3 separate regions of the Sus scrofa genome follow, and all the other regions are linked to region 3. Evidence: chromatin contacts called from public HiChIP or PLAC-seq and promoter capture Hi-C data. All regions are on one chromosome and are shown on one strand. Each heading gives the region's core, a stretch centred on a gene start, on an enhancer-like site or on the middle of the called end of the contact. The rest is flanking DNA. Distances are from core to core; before and after follow the strand shown. Region 1 overlaps TMED10 (transmembrane emp24 domain-containing protein 10). Region 2 holds the start of NEK9 (serine/threonine-protein kinase Nek9). Region 3 holds the start of FOS (Fos proto-oncogene, AP-1 transcription factor subunit).

Evidence for each region. Promoter capture Hi-C pulls out the DNA fragments that hold promoters and counts their contacts. HiChIP or PLAC-seq counts read pairs in DNA pulled down with a chosen protein or histone mark.
Region 1: an H3K27ac HiChIP or PLAC-seq map of alveolar macrophages shows a contact between it and region 3. The contact joins the enhancer-like site here to the promoter of FOS in region 3. A contact is called at or near these places in 4 of 5 promoter capture datasets (fetal skeletal muscle, liver and skeletal muscle), 15 of 47 Hi-C or Micro-C datasets (embryonic fibroblasts, epiblast stem cells, fetal liver and 8 more) and 2 of 2 datasets of contacts at active chromatin or transcription factors (alveolar macrophages and skeletal muscle).
Region 2: a promoter capture Hi-C map of fetal skeletal muscle shows a contact between it and region 3, with 6 times the contacts expected there. The contact joins the promoter of NEK9 here to the promoter of FOS in region 3. A contact is called at or near these places in 4 of 5 promoter capture datasets (fetal skeletal muscle, liver and skeletal muscle), 12 of 47 Hi-C or Micro-C datasets (embryonic fibroblasts, epiblast stem cells, fetal liver and 7 more) and 2 of 2 datasets of contacts at active chromatin or transcription factors (alveolar macrophages and skeletal muscle).

What each region holds. Positions count from the first base shown.
Region 1 is chr7:98,340,174-98,343,849 of Sscrofa11.1, reverse strand. It overlaps TMED10 (transmembrane emp24 domain-containing protein 10), which reads left to right. Exons shown (of 5, transcript XM_001926711.5): 3 at 2,010-2,083. Among named protein-coding and RNA genes, the nearest start is that of NEK9, 20 kb to the right of the region's middle. Within about 2 kb of position 2,154, at least 46 of the 83 cell types and tissues checked have an H3K27ac peak or open chromatin away from gene starts, as enhancers often do. A contact at or near this core is called in alveolar macrophages, embryonic fibroblasts, fetal liver and 7 more, where this site is marked.
Region 2 is chr7:98,319,764-98,323,811 of Sscrofa11.1, reverse strand. It overlaps NEK9 (serine/threonine-protein kinase Nek9), which reads left to right and starts at 1,740. Exons shown (of 22, transcript XM_003356752.4): 1 at 1,740-2,113. The coding sequence starts at 1,895.
Region 3 is chr7:98,447,501-98,451,213 of Sscrofa11.1, reverse strand. It overlaps FOS (Fos proto-oncogene, AP-1 transcription factor subunit), which reads right to left and starts at 1,706. Exons shown (of 4, transcript NM_001123113.1): 1 at 1,566-1,706; 2 at 556-807; 3 at 8-115. The coding sequence starts at 1,706.

The sequences.
Region 1 (3,676 bases), core at 905-3,404, 110 kb after region 3:
CAGAAGCTATCTGTGACTTGTCTTAATTTCTTGATCCTACTGTTCTTTCTTATTTTATTGCTCTCAAATTTATCTTTCTAGTCTATCCAGAAGAATTTCTTTCTTTTTTTTTTTTTTTTTTTTGGTCTTTTTTTGTCTTTTTAGGTCCACACCCATGGCATATGGAAGTTCCCAGGCTAGGAGTCTAATTGGAGCTGTAGCCGCCAGCCCATACCACAGCCACAGCCACGCCAGATCCGAACTGTGTCTGCAACCTACACCACAGCTCACAGCAATGCTGGATCCTTAACCCACTGAGAGAGGCCAGGGATCGAACCTGTGTCCTCATGGATGCTAGTCAGGTTTGCTAACCGATGAGCCATGACAGGAACTCCAAGAAGGATTTCTTTACTGTCTTTTAAACATGCCACACACTCCTTTCAGTAAGTCTTTGCTCATGTGTTTCCTTCTGCCTACCATACCTTGTCTGCCTTCAGGTGCTACCTCTTGAGTAAAGTCTGTCCACAACTAATCTCTCACCTCCTCTAACTTTTGCTTCATAGCTGGGATTATCTGAACCTTTTTTTTTTTTTTTACCCTTAAAGTTTTATACTGCTTTGCATTTTCACTGTAGCTGTTATGCATATTTATGTATTAGATGCCCATTGTATTATTTGAAGGCAGAGATTGAAATATCTAGCACAGTTCTAGTTCCTAGTGAGCTCTAAATGAGTAGTTATTGATTTGGCTTCAGTCCATCTCAGAAAATCTCCAGTGTCTCTCAGTGTTCAGTGCATTCTCTGGCTTATGGTCTTAGGAACCCAAGTGCTTAAGTGGCACCGTTTCCAAAACTCCTAATTTCATGCAGGCAGTTTTGAAATTTATAAGTAATCGGGTAAATTCCAGGGAATTGGGACTGAGCAATTTTCTGGGGCTCTTTTGAACCACTCCAGTCCCTTTACTCCCACTTGATGATTTAAGATTAGAATTCTTTCTGATCAAGCTGAATCAGATTACTTTTTCCTAGAGTTCCTGTGGTGGCTCAGTGGTAACGCACCCAACTAGTATCCATGAGGATGCAGGTTCAATCCCTGGCCTTGCTCAATGGGTTAAGTATCTGGTGTTAGTGTGAGCTGTGGTGTAGGATGCAGACCCATCTCGTATTTGGCGTTGCTGTGACTGTGGCATAGGCCAGCAGCAGCCCTGATTCAGCCCCAGCCTGGGAACTTCCATATGCCATGGGTGTGCCCCTAAAAAGATCCACCCCCCCAAAAAAGGCAGATTGCCTTTTCTAATATGAACATTGCTCTGTTGATCCTACTATCCCAAATTAACATTCCTCTTTTAAGAAGTATCTCCAAGAACTGTACTCTTTTTGTCAAGTTTCTTCTTGGGCTCTTCTCTTGTAAGGGTTTTGTGGGACTAGTTCTATAACATTTTGTTTACTTATTGAAATGGCCTTACATTGACCAAAATACTTTAGTCCTATAAAATATTAGATAAATGCTGTGGTCTTTTCAGTACTTGTATTTGTATTAAGTAAATTCAGGCTTAGCGTGTATGCAGTAATCCTTCTCTCAGAATTTCATGGGTCAGCCTTTTTAGATGTGGAAATGTACTTTTCGGCCTAAGCTGGTGCCCACTACCTCCGGGTTTGTATGCCAGTCAGTTGTATGATGTTTTGACTTTGGAGTTTTATTTCCTAATCCAATAAGCCAGTGTGTTTTCTCTTCTCTGGTTCTATTCCTCTGTGGTGCCAACTACATATCTTGTGTGCTGCTCCCTCAGAGATGTTTGCCAGCAGCGTGTTCTCGTTGCTTTCTGGCCCCCCTCACAGATAGAGGCTTTGTCTGGAATGCTTGTGATTTTTAGCCAGAGCCAGGAATTTTCTGCAGCTGAGTAGGGGGAGGAGTTGAGGCTATTTCCCTCTATTGAGAGGGTAGGGGTTAGGGAGGGAGAGAGAGGGTGGGTGGGTGATTTCCCGGAATTTTAAATATTCCGCACAATGAATCCTTTGATTTCTTTCTCAGGAACAGGGCGGATACCTGACCAACTCGTGATCCTAGACATGAAGCATGGAGTGGAGGCAAAAAATTACGAAGAGGTATGTCCTGCTGTAACAGCCAGTAGAGGCAGCAGCATGCTGGTCTGTGAGGTTTCTGTGACCTAGTCAGGCCAGCAGGCTGTGCTTTGCCCAGAAGGCTGTGGTTTTCTCAGCAGTCATGTGACAACCAGCTTGATATAAAAAGTTATGTTAACAGCCTTGAACAATAATTCTGGCTGTGCTGTCAGCCAAGTGACTGGACCAACTGTCCCATAGAAATGTTGGTATGATGAAACACTTAAGTATATGCTATTAGTGCTCTTGAGACAGAAACCAGATATATAGTTGTAATTTTTTAAAGCCGGAATTCATTTATATGTTAATGTTCAAGGTTAAGAGAAGTGATTTGGTTTTAATCCCTATGGCTTTTATTCCCAGAGTGACAGCTATGTATAAAACTAGGGCATGGATTCATTGCTATTTAGACTTGAACAACTGTGCTGTCTTTGAGAAATGTAGTAGTCAAAAGTAGCTTTTAGTTAAAATAATTTCAATTTCAAATTTTTCAGAAAGAGAGCAAGATGGAAGAAAAACTGCAAGAGATTAGGTGTGTTTTGTTTTGCTTTGTTTTTGTTTTGCTTTTTTACCCTCGGCGAATGGACGTTCCCATGCTAAGGATTGAATCTGAGATACAGCTGCCAGCCTACCCCACAGCCACAGCAACGCCAGATCTGAGCCACATCTGTGACCTACACCACAGCTCATGGCAACGCTAGATCCCTAGCCCACCAAGTGAGGCCAGGGATCGAACCCACCTCATGGTTCCTAGTCAGATTTGCTTCCACTGCGCCACAGCAGGAACTCCGAGATTAGGATTTTTGCTAACCAGAAGTATCGTAGAGAACAAAAACAGACCTTTATTTGGGTGGTAGGAAGGTGGAAGTGTGCATAGAATAAGGGGAAGGGGGACTGAGCCCTTCCTATCCCTTTCATGAGAGACTCTGGAGGCAGCACAAAAAAGGCTCTTCAAATGAAGAGCACCTTTGAAAAACCACAAGAACTATTTAAGATTGGAGGATTGATCTTTATAGAAAGATTAGCATGTTTTTACCCAGATCAGAGTCTTTCTACAACAGTACCCGAAGGCATGAAGAAAAGATGGGGTGTAGGAAATACAAATGGCTTTTGAAGAAGGTAAACTGAATAAACAAAGGAAAGTTGCTTTAAGTGATTTAAGCAAATTCTCTAGAAATGATGGAGCGGGAGAAATTGTTCTATCTTTGGTCAGAACTTAGAAGGGAAATATCCTAAAATGGAAGAAGACTGGAAGCCACTGGCTGCTTCTTCAACAGGAAGTAGTACTGCAATAATTGCAGCTCTCCAGGTCTTGCCTCTTTTTCCTAGTTCATGGGTTCAGTTGAACAAAACTAGACTGAGTTATTTGTAGGCAGGAAACAGGAGCAATTGATGGAGCTGTGAGTGGAAGACAGTTCCTAGTGGAGACTCTTGCTTGTTTCTGGCTTCAGGATAGTTTAGTTAAAAGAGTTAAAGCAAGAGCCTCTTTGTCTGATGAATTTAGGAGTAAATCGAAAAATCCTTTTAAGTGTTTATGATTCAGGAGAATCCTGATTATATTTAAACAATATAATATGT
Region 2 (4,048 bases), core at 491-2,990, 130 kb after region 3:
ACTGCAGCATATGAAAGTTTCCAGGCCAGGAATCAAATCTGAGCTGCAGCTTTAATCTTTGCCACAGCTGCAGCAATGCCAGATCCTTAACCCACTGCACCAGGGGATGCTGGGGATTGAACCCACATCTCCGCAGCGACAGGATCCACCTCAGAGACAATGCCAGATCCTTTAATTGCTTGCCACAGCAGGAACTCCCTCAGTTCGGATTTCTTAAATTGGGCCCCATCTCCATTCACACTGATAGTACCTCAGTGCCTGTCTTCTGGCCTCCAGTCTTTGTCTTTCATTTTGCCATCAGAGTTCTTGGTAAAATATAGCTTTGGTATTATATAAAGTAACCATATTGTTTATTGTCTGAGCTGGGCACGTGAGCAAAAGGAGACTATTATGCTAGAGGAAAAGGTACAAATTGTGACTTGCCCCAGCAAACCGGGACATATAGTCACAAAAATAATACACTCCCCTGCTTAAAAATCTCCAATTTTCCACTGCCATGTTGCTGGCTTTGGCTCCCTCACTAGCTGTGTAACACAGCAGGTTACTTAACCCCTCTCAGTTCCTTCTGTATGCTACGAGGATTAAATGGGATGATACATGAAAAGAAAACCTTTAGCAGAGTTCCCGTCGTGGCTCAGTGGTTAACGAATCAGACTAGGAACCATGAGGTTTTGGGTTCGATCCCTGGCCTTGCTCAGTGGGTCAAGGATCCGGCTTTGCCGTGAGCTGTGGTGTAGGTTACAGACTCGGTTCGGATCCCGCGTTGCTGTGGCTCTGACGTAGGCCAGCGGCTGCAGCTCAGATTGAACCCCAAGCCTGGGAACCTCCATATGCCACGGGAGCAGCCCAAGAAATGGCAAAAACAAAAACAACAACAACAACAACAAAAACCTTTAGCATAGTGCCAGGAACATAATAAATGTTAGCTGTTACCTCTGTAGGTCATATTGCCACAACCTTACAATTGAAAGACAACCTCATAGTCCCACAACTTTACGACTGAAAGACAACCTTGGAGATGTAACTTGCCCACGGTCACAAAACGGATGGAACATGTTTCCACTCTATCACAATTTTCTTAGTGACTTGAGAGCAGGAAGCATCTCTTTGCAGATCCCCACCTCCAAATGCAGTATCTTGCACCTGGTGTTCGAAGAATCGCGGGACTAGATGGGCAAAGATTTTTAAAGACATGGAAGAATGTGAAATCTGAAAAAGAGGGGGAGATTGTCATGATAGTTGACTTAAAACACCTAGAATTGTGTGGAAAAGGGAAGGACCCAGGGTAGTTCTGGAAGAAGTAACCGGTGCACTGACTGAGATGACAGGGTGGGGTGGGGGTGGGGGGGCAAGTATTTCTGCTTATCTTTACTCTTCGTGTGTCTTTACTATAACCTCTTTCTAAACAAAGGGCGCTATCTGACGTTGAAAGAGACTGCTTCCCCAGCCACTGCCGTTGAAATAGGTCTGTGGCCAAGATGAGACTGAACAACCTTTGCACCTCAAAACTGTCTGGGGACCTGGCCAGGGCTCAGCCGAGGGGTCTTTAGACCGGTCGGTGATGTCCCTGCCCCTGCCAGAGCCCTTTGGCTCCATGCAGCCCCCACGAAGTGCTACCAACTCCGCCCGAGGCCTCGTTTTCCTCACAACCGGGAAGGAGAGAAGTCTTGGCCCCGAGGCTAAGCGAGCTGGCGGGCGAAGGCGGAGGAAACCCCCGCCGGGCCGGAAGCACCCGCAGCTGCTTCCGGGTCAGGGGGGAAGGAGCCACCATGGAGCCTCGCGGGGTGGCGGGGCTGGCGAAGCCGCGGGTCGGTGTCTGAAGCGGGAGCGGCGCAGCGCCGCCAGCACCGCCGGGGACACGCAGGCCGGTCCCGCCGCCGCCGCCGCCGCCGCCATGTCGGTGCTGGGCGAGTACGAGCGACACTGCGATTCCCTCAACTCGGACTTTGGGAGCGAGTCGGGGGGTGGCGGGGACGCGGGCCCGGGGCCCAACGCGGGTCCGGGGCCGCGAGCCGGCGGCGGCGCGGCGGAGCAGGAGGAGCTGCACTACATCCCCATCCGCGTCCTGGGACGCGGCGCCTTCGGGGAAGCCACGCTGTACCGCCGCACCGAGGTAGCCGCCCCCGTCCCGCCTGCGCGGCCCGGCTCTCCCCGCGCCTCGTCCTTACTTAGTGTCAGGGCGCCCGCAGTTATGTGTCTCGGGGTCCTCACCACTCGGCCACCTCACTTGCCCTCAGAGTTGGTTGGATCGCTGGTTTTACTAACTGGTCATTTTTTTTTTTTCTTAAACGCAAGTCATTGAACCTTCTCTAAGCCTTAGTTTCCCCATCTGTAAGTTGGAGTTAGTGGTAACTATCTGCCTTAAAAGTAATGTTTATTTTTTTAAGGTTGTTTTGAGAATCGAACGGGGATTCTTTCCAAATTGTATATTAAAATGGTATACGAGTGTTAGATCTCGTCAAAACTTCCTTCCCCTCTCATTCTGTACAGCTCTCCAAGGTCGGGGTGGAGAGGAGGGGATAGCTTCAAATTTCCCACATCCATGTCAACCCCGCTATCTTTGCCATAGCTTTGAGTTTAGATGTGAACATTGAGTTCGAGATTTTTCTCGAATGTCGCTGGGAAGATTGTCTTGTGTCGGTTTCTTCCTCATCCAGCAGCGTTTATGCATGGGATTTTTTTTTTTTTTTTTTTTTTTTTTTGGTGTATTCTAAGCCATTAGTTCTTAACTTTGCCAGGGATAAGGACTTCTTTGAGAATCTAATGTAAACATTGCCTCCCACCAATCCATTATTACACATATACACATCCATTGAAGAGATTCGTGGATTATTGATCCTCAGATTCAGAATGTGTACTGATTAAAACCCTGTAGTGGTGACTCTCCTTCCAAAAGCTAACCATAAACTCGATTTGATCACTAAAGGCTTAAAACTGTAGTCTTGGAATAGTTAAGCATCAATCAGAACCTTATGGGGTTGCTGAAGATGATTATCTGCAGTGCTGTTTTGTGTTCCAAGCTAGCATACTTTTAAGGCTAAAAGATGGAGGAGGAGAGAAGTGGTTGCAAAATTAATATATAGAGTTACTGTTAAAATTCGGTTTTCCAAATGCACTATGAGAAAGAAGAGATGAGCATTAATATTCCTATTTTATAGTTAAAGCAACTAAGACAGTATATTTGTGTAACTTGCCACTTTTAATTAGAAGCAAATCCTGGGCTGGGACAGAGTTTCACATCTTCTTGTCCATGCCTTTCCATTATTATCATGTTGAACTTGATTCTGAAATTATTTTAAATTATATTACACTTCCCCAAAACTATATAGTATTATCTGTAACACCAAATATTTATTACATCTCTGAGTATAAAGGATTAACTTGAAGCAGCCCTTTCCCTCAAGAAGCTTATATTTCAGTGGGAAGACCAGTTAGATTTGTTCTTTAGCAAATAACATATAAGTTATACATGTACATAAATAAAAAAGAATGGACAAATATTTCAGTGTATGAGCACTAAAAATTAAGGGAATGGTTGCATTGAATAAATGCACAGTAGAAGGTTTATCCATCTTCCTCAAAAGGTTTTTTTGGTTTGTTGTTGTTGTTATTTTTCTTTTTAAGGGCTGCACTAGCCGCATATGGAAGTTCCAAGGCTAGGGGTCAAATCAGAGCTACAGCTGCAGGCGTACACCACAGCCACAGCAACTCAGGATCTGAGCTGCATCTGTGACCTACCTCGCAGCTCATGGCAGTTCCATGTCCCAAACCCACTGAGTAAGGCCAGCGATCAAACCCACATCTTCATTGGTACGAGTCGGGTTCGTTTCTGCCATGATGGGAACTCCCTCCTCAGAAGTTCTAAAGGCCCAGTAGAGCCAGTCTAAAGGATATGCATGGTTATTTAGGTAGGATGCTCCTGGGCTGGGGAGCAGTATCAGTAAAAGACAGTATGAAAGAGAGCAGACATTAGCAGCTGCAGGTAAGTTTTCCTGAGTAGAGGAAGACATAGAATGAGAAAAGTGACAGAGAAACAGTTGCAAAATCA
Region 3 (3,713 bases), core at 457-2,956:
TACCTACCGCTTGGAGTGTGTCAGTCAGCTCCCTCCTCCGGTTCCGGCATTTGGCTGCAGCCATCTTATTCCTTTCCCTTCGGATTCTCCTTTTCTCTTCTTCTTCTGGGGACAACTGGAGGTGGGGAGAGAGAGAGAGGGCAACATTCAGTAACAGTGCCTGCTATCAGCTCCGTTCACCCACCCTAGGAAAACTGGCGCCTGCAGCTTCCCGCCTCCTGGCACCTCTTCTGTGAAGCCATTTCTAACCTGCAGTTGCAAGCTGGGTGTGACTTGCATTTAAAATAAGAACCTCAGCAGGAGAACAAAGAGAAGCTACAAGGGTGAGATAAGAAACTATTAGGGAAGAAACTGCACATTGGATATTACTTAGGGTGGACTATTAGAGTCTGACTTGGGATGGATAGGGCTTGGAGCCGGGGTTCCCAGTCCAGGATATGTAATCAGTTCCACCCATGGCTTCACCCTGTCCACTATGCTCCCCATCTCCATCAAGACTGACCTTACCCCCCCAACCCCAGCCACCACCAGAGAGAAGGTGTTGAGAACCCTCACCTGTTCCACCTTGCCCCTTCTGCCAATGCTCTGAGCTCTGCCTCCTGGCATGGTCTTCACGACTCCAGCCCTGGAGTAAGCCCCAGCCGAGGGAGTGGGGACTCCGTAGGGGTGAGGGGCTCTGGTCTGGGATGGGGCAACCGAGGAGACCAGGGTGGGTTGCACTAGCCACTGCAGGTCTGGGCTGGTCGAGATAGCAGTCACCGTTGGGATGAAGTTGGCACTGGAGACGGCCAGATCGGTGCAGAAGTCCTAGAATGAAATATAGAAGGGGAAAGCTGACGTGAGCGACCAGGCTCTGGACGCAGGTGGGGTGAGCGGAGTGCCCAGTGCCGCATGCAGCAGGGAGAGAGTGAAAAATGGACTGCTTATGTATTTTTATATGTCCTTCATCCTGGATGAAAGGTCTCTCCCTTCCCAAGAATTCCGCAGCGCAGTGCCTTTCTCCTCCATCCTGCTGCTGCGTTCCCGTTATCCCTTCAGCATCACTCGCTTGAAAGGGGGGTTGTTATAAATATCCCTGACGTCTGCGCTGACGCAGACGCCGCTCCGGAGTCTCCTGAATGAACTCGCTTTTTATCAATGAAACTGCCTTACACACCCGCCGGCTTCACCCTCCTCCTCTCACCCTCCTCCCTGCTCCAGGCTGCGAGGGGAGGGAGGATCGCCGCTTTTTGCCTCCTCCCCCGGAGGTGCCCGGCTCTAGTTAGCCAGTCTTTGCTTGGGACACTTTTGCCCCCAGCTAATGTCAGAGACCAGTCAGAGCGCGTGGGCCAGGGTCAGCTCAGAATGAGCCCACAGCGGGAGAGGAGAAAAGATTCTTATTTTGACAAGCATGTGTGCGCTCCGAACAAGTCCGGGGCTCCCGAGATAGGGCTGATCCGGCCGGGGCAAGCCTCCCTCTCTGGCCAATGGGGTCCCCGGCTTGTCTTCCTGAGCGTCCCGTCCCAGTGTCTCCTCCCCGGTAACCCCGAGCCCCGAGCCCCGCGGTGGCACGAAGCCAGCCTTACCTGCGCATTGACGGGAGAGCCCATGCTGGAGAAGGAGTCGGCCGGTGAGTGGTAGTAGGAGAGACTGTCCCCGGCAGGGGAGGCGCTGCTGCAGCGGGATGATGACGCCTCGTAGTCGGCGTTGAAGCCGGAGAACATCATGATCGCAGGTAGTCAAAGCCGGGCGAGGGGCTGAGGGGCGGAGACAGGTAGGAGCTGCGGGGCTGAGCTGGGTAAGAGCGCGGTCGCTGCTCGCTCGCTGCGCCGCTGCCGGTTCTGTCTCAGCTTAGCTGCTCGCTGCAGATGCGGTTGGAGTACTAGGCCACTGCTTTTATAACAGCATTTTATGAATGAGCCCAATACGTCACGGAGCGCTACCATTGCAGCTCTCGAGGGGTGGCGCTCGGATCTTGCCACCTCTGCAGCCTCTTTGCTGCCTCTTCCGCCGTCTCAGCCCCCTGCCTTTCGTCTTATTGTGTTTCTTTATCTTCTGAGCTTTTCTCAGTCTCGGTCTTGGGGTCGCGTAGACCCCCTAAAATGAGGGACTTCGGGGATGGCTCCCCCCACAACTTCAGGGAACGGCCGTGGAAACCTGCTGACGCAGATGTCCTAATATGGACATCCTGTGTAAACGGGAGGGAGGGATTGACGGGAACTGCTCGCGGGCTGCAGCCAACACCAAGGGTGCAGCGCGGGGGGGAGGCGGGGGCCGTGGCCGGGGGGAGGGGAGGCGGGAAAGGCAGAGAAGGCGAGCGAACATTCGCACCTGGTTCAATGCGGACCCTTGTTCCCGGGGTTGGGGGATGGGGCGTAGGCGCCTTTTTACTTGTGTACAGAAACCCGGGAAGAGTTCTGAGGTTCAGGTATAGGCGAGATAGGTACACAGCCCCTTGGGCTTAAGCCTTGGCCCCCGAAGGAATGCGCCTCCACCCCCATTCCTCATTCTATCACTAATTCGGTGCAAACTGTGGAAGCAGACCCCCACCCCCTCGCCTCAAGCCCCAGCGCTCAGCACTACTAGGACTGTTACTGCGTTTGGAAGCGGAAAGTAGAGGGATACAAAATAAGAGAATACGATAACCTACTTTATCTACGATGCTGGGTATTTTAATATTAATTTTTTTTTAAGGGAAAAGGAGCATTTTTTTCCTCGGCCAAATACGGGATGTTAGAGTTACTGTCAAACCCCAGAGACACCAGCCAATAAACATTGTGCAGAACCTCCATGCAAAAATGTCTGTAGGGTTGTTTGCCAGGTTCTGAGCTCGGGCTCCGGAGGGGCTGTCATGTGGACAAGGTCGTCAGTTGGGGTACTGGATGGAGTGAGGTATTGGGGGAGCGCAAGTCCGAGCTGGAGAGGTGGGGGTGGTTCGATGCCCCGGAAGCTGGTTATTGGGAGCCAGCAGCGGGTGATTTTCCAGCACCGACTTGGAGGGGGGAGGACGGGGGCGCTGGAAGGACCGTGCCCAGCAGCGCCAAGGCCGGAGACCGCGGCGGCTGGGACCTCAGGCACCACTCCGTGGCCTGGAAAACGGGGCTTTGGGGAGGCAAGGTATTCTGGAGTGCTCTGCGCCCCCAAACGCCCCATCCTCTTGCTCCTCTGCAAAGGACACCTGGGGTCATCCTGCCCCGGCTCGGTCCCAGAGCGCCGGCCACCTCCGGGACGCGAAGCCGCAGTTCCCCGCAGAGCCACGGGTCCCTGTGTCCCTTCCCCCACCTTTCAGACCCGGAGGTCACGGTGTGCACCTGGAGAGGGGTGAGGCGGGATTAGGGCAGAGGGCGGATCCTTCGGGACGCGCGGTGAGCAGGACCGCCGACCTGCCCCCGCCGCCGCACCCCGGAGCCAGGCGATCCTGCTATAGATAGTAACAGGGAAGCGGCTGTTTACAGCAACACTGCGCCGCCAGGGCTGTCTCCAGGCGACGCCGCGCGGCCGGGCGCGCCGTCGGCCTGGCGAGGCCGCCCGCCCGCCCTCCTCGCACCCCTGGGGCCCCGGCCTCCCCGGCCCCGCTGTGGCCACTCCTGCCGCCTGACATCATCCGCCGGGTCCGGGGGCTGAGTGCGGCTCGCGCGCCGCTGGGCGCTAACCTCCATTCTTAGAGATGCGAACCCAGCGGGAGCGGGGAGGGCAGGGAGGCGGAGATTCGTGGAACTGGGCCACTTGCTATT